Linked DNA regions of Gossypium hirsutum: region 2 is linked to region 1. The links are chromatin contacts, called in public Hi-C maps. All regions are on one chromosome and are shown on one strand. Each heading gives the region's core, a stretch centred on a gene start, on an enhancer-like site or on the middle of the called end of the contact. The rest is flanking DNA. Distances are from core to core; before and after follow the strand shown. Region 1 holds the start of LOC107893626 (acyl-CoA-binding domain-containing protein 4). Region 2 holds the start of LOC107893631 (40S ribosomal protein S21).

Region 1 (3,421 bases), core at 139-2,638:
AAAGTAGCCAAATGTAAACAAATATATATATACGAATTTAAACCTAGGGCTGTAAATGAACCAAGCATGAACAGAAAGAACTCTATTCAAGTTTTTTGTTTATTTTTAACCTTGTTCAGTTCAGTTTATGTTCATTAATAATTTCTGAATCGTGTTCATGTTGTTTGTTTGTTTGTTTAAATTATGTGTGTTCATTCGTTTAAGTTAAATGAACTTGTTTGTGAACATTAAACAATCATGTTTGCGAACATTAAATGAACATGTTCATGAACATATACTTGAGCATGTTCACAAACAAAGTTACTGAATAATGAACAAACAAACAACAAACAAACAATAAATAAACATATATCTTATTTTTTAGATATAAAATAATCAAATATAAATACCAATAATGAATCAATAAAAAAATTTATACAAACAATAATATTATTATTAACTATATAATCAAACAATAAACTATTTTTAAACGAGGTACACATGATTTATTAAACAGGCTTTAAACGAACAGGAATAAGCTTGTTCATGAACATAAAAGAGATGAACAAGCTTTATTTGTGTTTGGTTCTATTAAAAAACAAGCCTCAAGATATTGTTTATGTTCATTTATTTAGCTTGATAAACAAATAGAAACTGAACTGTTCATTGAACTCTATCATTTTACAGCCCTAATTAACCCCAACAACAGGCACCAAAAACAAATAAATAAAACTACACCCAGAAGCAAATGAGCTCGCAGACCTTTTCCATTTGCTATGTTCGACGGGACTCCATGAACTAGGCTTTGGAACATTACAAGGACCTACAGTAGCCTGTAAATAACATAATTAACATGATAATGCACAAAATCAGTAATGTTAAAAAAAAATGAGCATCCCATCTCAAACAATAAATAAACACACTCATTCGATAATTCAAGAGATCAACATCCGGATTGTCTTCAATTCGAGTGAGAAACTAGATCTCTGAAAATTGGACTTGAAATACTCCAAAAGTGAAATCATTTACAAAAGCAATCTAGATGGAGTCCTTAGAGAAAAGCAAATCGATTTAGCAATGAGAAGGCTGGGAGGATCCAGAGAGAGAGAGAGAGAGAGAGAGAAATGACCTGCTGGTATAAGGCGTAGAGGATCAAAGCGACGTCGTTAGAGAACCTGGAGGCAATGTCTTTGGTGTTGGAATTGGGAGATCCATCGAAGCCAGCGTAGGAAGCGGCCGCATAGAATCGTTCCGGGTATGCTGGGCCAGAGTTTGCCCTCGCCATAGTCGCCATTTTTTCCCTTTTTCTTTGATCTGAGATTTAAATACGAATAACATTTATGCCAAGTTTAAAACTCCAGAATTAATGTTTTTCTTTGTTACTAGATGTAAAAAAAGAAACCATATAAAATTATGTTTGGCTGTTGGCGCTTTATTTATTATTTATTATTTATTATTTTTACCTTTTAATAAATACATACTTTAATAACAGTTTGAAAATTTTGGTAATTTCAGACATTTGTAGTGGTTTTAGTTGTGTCGAGGGTGAGCTTTTGTTGTATCGCGCGCAAAGGAGCCCGCTTCAAAACCACATTTTCATCATCATCCATTATTCCATCTACCAACCTATATTAAAGTGTCAAGTGAATATATAAATATTTCTGTAATTTGTATTTTATCAGTATAAATATTTATAATTTTAAAATATCTCATACATCCTTTAGAATCTCAAGTTCTAGATTATCTTTTATCTCAGTTGCTGATGTATTTTAAATTGTATTATTAGATTATAGGAAGCTCAACTATAAATAAAATTATGCACGGATGTATGAAATTTATTAAATTTTATTAATCGAAGCTGTTAATTTTTAAAGTTAGAAAAATAGTTGACTTACGATGACCTTTTGAAAAAGATCCAAGCATTTTTAGATTTATATGTTTTTATAGGGTTTAAAAATCTAAATCTTAATTTCAAAATTTATTTTAAATCACTCAATCTCGAGTTGAGAAGTTCAAATTATGATCGCTTTAGTGAATATTGCGCAAGCAGAATTTTTAGACGGAATTATTACGAAAAATTAGTTATTTAGATTCTCAACCCTTGTCTTAAAACTTCATTCTCTTCTTTCATTGTTTTCTTTAGCTTTCAACTCAAAACCCTAAGCGATTAGATCCACCGCCACATGCTTATCCTTATCCTCCACCGCCTGGGGGATCATATCCGCAATATGGTTACCAACAGACCCCCCATGGTCCGAGCCATGGATACAGTCCTAACGACAATACCATTGGTGGAGCAGGGGTAGGATTCGGAATAGCAGCAGCTGGTGGACCTTAAGGTGGATTGGTGATTCCTGATATGATTGAGAATGTAAATCGGCTTATTTGGGTTGAGATGAAAATTAAAAAAAAATCAATGCAAATTTTGATTCTGTTTGCTTTGGACAAAGATTCATTACCAAAACTAAAACTAACATCAATATAATCATTTGAAGTGGTTGCGGCAAGCTCCTAAATATTGCCTACCAAAATCAAATTTCAATTGTTCAATGTTTTCAACAAATTCAATCTTTTCTAATTTTGCTATTCTTTTCAATATAATCATTTAATTCACTCATCACTTATTCATTTCATCAGAGTTAAGATAAAAAGTAGCATGGAAAATATGAACAGTTTAGGACAATGTTCAATATGTTAGTAAGAGCATAAAAAAATAAAAAAAGAAGCAAACAAATACTTATTTCTTAACCTTATGGAAAGTGCAGTTAAAAAGCCTCAGATCTAAAAGCTATATATCTCCCATTTACATTAACATATGTATGTATATATATACACACCCCCACCTTATATCTGTTATTTACAGATTAAACTCGTCATGTTTGACTATGAATCTTCATTCCAACTTGGAAAATGTTCTTCTTGCTTTAAGAAATTGTGTTCTTCCATTTGAGTCATCTGTCCACCGTTCACCGGGTCAAACTGGCACCGACGGAAGCTGCATTAACAACACAAGGAATTAAACAAGTATTGGACACTCATATGAACTCAGATATTTTCAGTTACCTTCCATCCATGCCAATAATCATGATAGTGTTCTTTTGTTGTCCAAAAGCAACAATGCACCGGGGACCTTCAGGCAGCCGGAATTGAGCCACCGACCACTCTGAGCTGAAATATTTTGGCAAAACACCTACAAAAATTTCAAAATATCAAATGAGCTTGACAGATAAAAGACAGCAATTGGCAGTCACATAAAGTTAGTCAATAGTCCCTTTGTTTCGGTGTAGATATATACTTAACCAAACCCAAAAACAAAGCAAAAGCTCAAAATCAGATCAATCTCTGGTTTAGTGTTTCATAGAACAAACAACTTTTACAACAATAAGGAGAAGTAGGAAATCCGAGGGCTTGTACCTTTCAAAATAGAAAGGGATGATAAAGC
Region 2 (3,342 bases), core at 572-3,071, 140 kb after region 1:
CTCACCTTAAAACAAGTCAAATTCGAAATTATTCGACTCTAAAAATATCCGAACTCAAACTAAACTAAATCCAAAATAATCCAAATTTGAAAACAATGGTACCCGACTACACCCGTTTGCCAACCTGCTCCTAATCTCCTCCTCCCCAATCTCTCTCGCAAAAAGTTTTGGTAATCCGCAAACAAAGTGATAACAAAAATGGAGAACCCAAAGTGAGACAGACATATTAGGCTATAATGCAAGCAATTTAAGCACAAAACATAAACCATTCAGCAAAAAACAACTTTAACATGATCCACCAAAAGAAACTACAGCTCATTTTCCCTCTCCTCAGTTAAGAAACAAACTAGTAACAACAAGTCTTCTGACTACTGTCGGACTTTGGCTTTCTTCTTCTGCCAAAGCCTGTCGAGTGCGCTATCGGCATCGCCCTGCAAAGTAGAACAAACTAATTAGCAGCCAAAATCAGATGCAACTCAATATCTTGAAAAAGAACTGAGGCAACAAAATAAAACTTCTTATTAATAGAATCCAACTTTTATACAATGAACAACTTTGTAATTGGGTCTACCAGGAACCTGTCAGTCTACAAGCAACCAGGCTTGCTTTCCTACGATATATTGCATCAGGTCTTTAAGCATGGAGTTTTAGCTGTGGTATTTCAATTCAGAATGTTCTTAAAACCAAAGTTTATTTCTCTAAATGTACTACCAGAGCAGAGCAGAAGGTATAAGTTAAAAACATTCAAAATGAACAACCCTGTAACTGTGTCTATACTAGGACCTTGTGCCAATCTACAGGCAGCCGGACACACCCCACATTGCATACTCCAGGTCTTTACACATTGCATCCAAAATATGCTAATAAACCCAATGTTTTCCCTTGCAAAGTAAATGGATCGCAATTGACACTTCAAATGCATCTCAAACATTCAGAGTCTTTAACTTGACAACGTAACTAGAAGCTCATTACTAACAAAGCAAGTTGCAAGATTAATCTTTTTAAGCATGATCAGAATTTTAAACATGTAATTAATGCAAACCTGAGAATGCAGTGAAATGACCCTTCAAGAATCCTCCAAATAAAAAAGAAATTAAATTAAACATTCACTTATCAGACACCAGTAACATAGGACTGAAGCAGCCCAAAATATCCAACAGAGGTTAGTAAAGAACCAAAACGAACCTGGGCTCGAACAAAGCCACAAAGAGCAAAAGTGGAGAATGTGCCAGTGTATCTGCCAAGCTCATCCAAGTGCCCAACGTTAATCTGAACGGATGCATGATCCTTGGAGGTTATAAGCCTGTTAGTGGCGGAACTGCAACAACAAAAGTACAAATGAGCATTACAATATAGACAAAAATTGTGAGAAAGAAACATGAGTGAAGCAAATTAAAAACCATTTCCTGGGGATATAAAGATCCATGTTTTGCCCCTCTTCGTTCTGCATCTTTTCAGACTGCTTAACTGATGAAGAAACGCAAAGCTGAAACTATATTTGAACTTCAAGTTCGATCCCCTGCAAATAAATTATGAACAAACATTTTATAGAAAACCCAAATCCTGATTTAAATTATAATTTCTGGGAAAAAAAATTGCCAAGCATATTTAAACATTTCAAAAGGGAAAAAAATTCAAACGTATGAAGATTAAAACACCAAAATAAAATTAGAACTATGAAACCCAGAGACACAGAAAGGTATACTACCTGTAAGATAATAAAGGAAAGCGGCTGAAGACGCGAAAACTGCTAGGGCTGGGTTTATTTATTTAAAACATGATAATTATTTTTTTAAGAAAATTAGCTGGATTTTATTACAGAAGGCCAACACAAAATGCAAAGCCAAAATGACATGGGTCATAATAGACTAGTCCAAAACATACAAACAAAGACTAAGCCCACAAAAGCCAAAACCAAAAGAATCAAAAACAAAAACAGAAAAAACAGCCCAACAACAAGATCCAGCAAACGGCAAAAAAAGGGGAGCTCTAGAGACGTCTTCTTCAGCTGTACTCCAATAATTAAAACCCCTTTTGAAAAAATTAGCAAGAACCGCTTGGGGAAGCAAAAACCATCAGATACTTAATTACCCATCATATCAATCCTATCAAACCTATTCATTACCCCGATGCACATTGAAAGATCAAAACCCATTGAAACTCAGCAAAATCAAAATTCCAGAACACTTTCTCTAGACCCTTCATTTCTTCTTCCCCTATCCTCACCCACTACCTCCATCTGCCTCCTGTCTTCAGCTATCGCCTCCACCGCACCAGGAGATATTAGATTTGTTAAGTAAGTAGATTCTCTTTTCTTGAGTCCTTCTTGTGCTAAACAATGGGCAACTCTGTTAGCCTCCCTGTTTGTGAAAAGAAAAACACAATGATTAAATTGACAGCTGAGATACTGAGCATCTTTGATATACACAGAAATTTTAGATCTGTCCTCCTTTTCCTCTTGCAGCTTCCGAATGATCGTTCGAGAATTACCTTCAACCTCAATCGCCCTCAACCCAAGTTGTAACCCCAGCTTCAGTGCCTAAAAACACGCTACTGCTTCTGCGGAAAAAACAGACGGTATGTTCAAGTTCATTTTCGTTTTACAACAGATAACCTCTACTGTACTGTTACGAATCACTAACCTAGAGCATGACTCTTTGTTGTGATTGTTGAAAGTTGCGTCAAAGTTCACTTTCAATCTCGATCCCATCGGAGCAGTCCATCTGTCCACACAGATCCATCTTTCAAGTATAGCACTTTTTAGATCATCAAGTTCCTTTAAATAAATTTGCACAAAACTTGCAATCTGAACGCCTGTTTGGTTTTCCCCCTCATGAATAAATTTGTTCCGAGACGTCCATAACGCCTATAAAGCGCATACAGTCATTTTACACAAAGCCATGGATCTAGTCTCAAAGGTATTTTTCAGCCAAACTGTAAATTCTGAATTGTCATCCGAGCTAGCCCATGCCATATGTAACTGCTCTCATGTATCTTTTGCAGGAGGACATTCCCAGAAAATATGCTCCCTCATTTCAGCTCCTGTTTGACACCTTCTACACATGGGGGAAGCAATCATTCTGCGATAATGAAGATTACTAAAACGAGGCAGATAGTTACATAGGAATCTCCAGATTGTAATTTTAATTTTAGGGGGTAGATTCATTTTCCATAATTTTTTGTAAATTTGCTTGTGATTTGTATGTAATTGATCCCGACCTTCTTGTAAAAGAAGTCAGTGACCACTTCGGACCAAGTATTCGCCTGACAACTCACCCCGCCAAACAAGAGAGTCTTCATGCTCAAACAAAGGAAGAGGAATACAGAGGATCCTTTTTGTAA

Evidence for each region. Hi-C and Micro-C count contacts between places; a contact is called where the count stands out from the background.
Region 2: a Hi-C map of leaf shows a contact between it and region 1, with 2.0 times the contacts expected there. The contact joins the promoter of LOC107893631 here to the promoter of LOC107893626 in region 1. A contact is called at or near these places in 5 of 34 Hi-C or Micro-C datasets (callus, hypocotyl and leaf).

The regions. Positions count from the first base shown.
Region 1 is chrA13:76,864,840-76,868,260 of Gossypium_hirsutum_v2.1, forward strand. It overlaps LOC107893626 (acyl-CoA-binding domain-containing protein 4), which reads right to left and starts at 1,389. Exons shown (of 18, transcript XM_016818665.2): 1 at 1,109-1,389; 2 at 742-812. The coding sequence starts at 1,273. It overlaps LOC107893628 (autophagy-related protein 18a), which reads right to left. Exons shown (of 4, transcript XM_016818667.2): 2 at 3,394-3,421; 3 at 3,043-3,169; 4 at 2,694-2,974. The coding sequence ends at 2,863.
Region 2 is chrA13:77,004,666-77,008,007 of Gossypium_hirsutum_v2.1, forward strand. LOC107893631 (40S ribosomal protein S21) reads right to left here and starts at 1,822. Exons shown (of 4, transcript XM_016818671.2): 1 at 1,709-1,822; 2 at 1,407-1,519; 3 at 1,186-1,318; 4 at 227-431. The coding sequence starts at 1,450. The coding sequence ends at 369.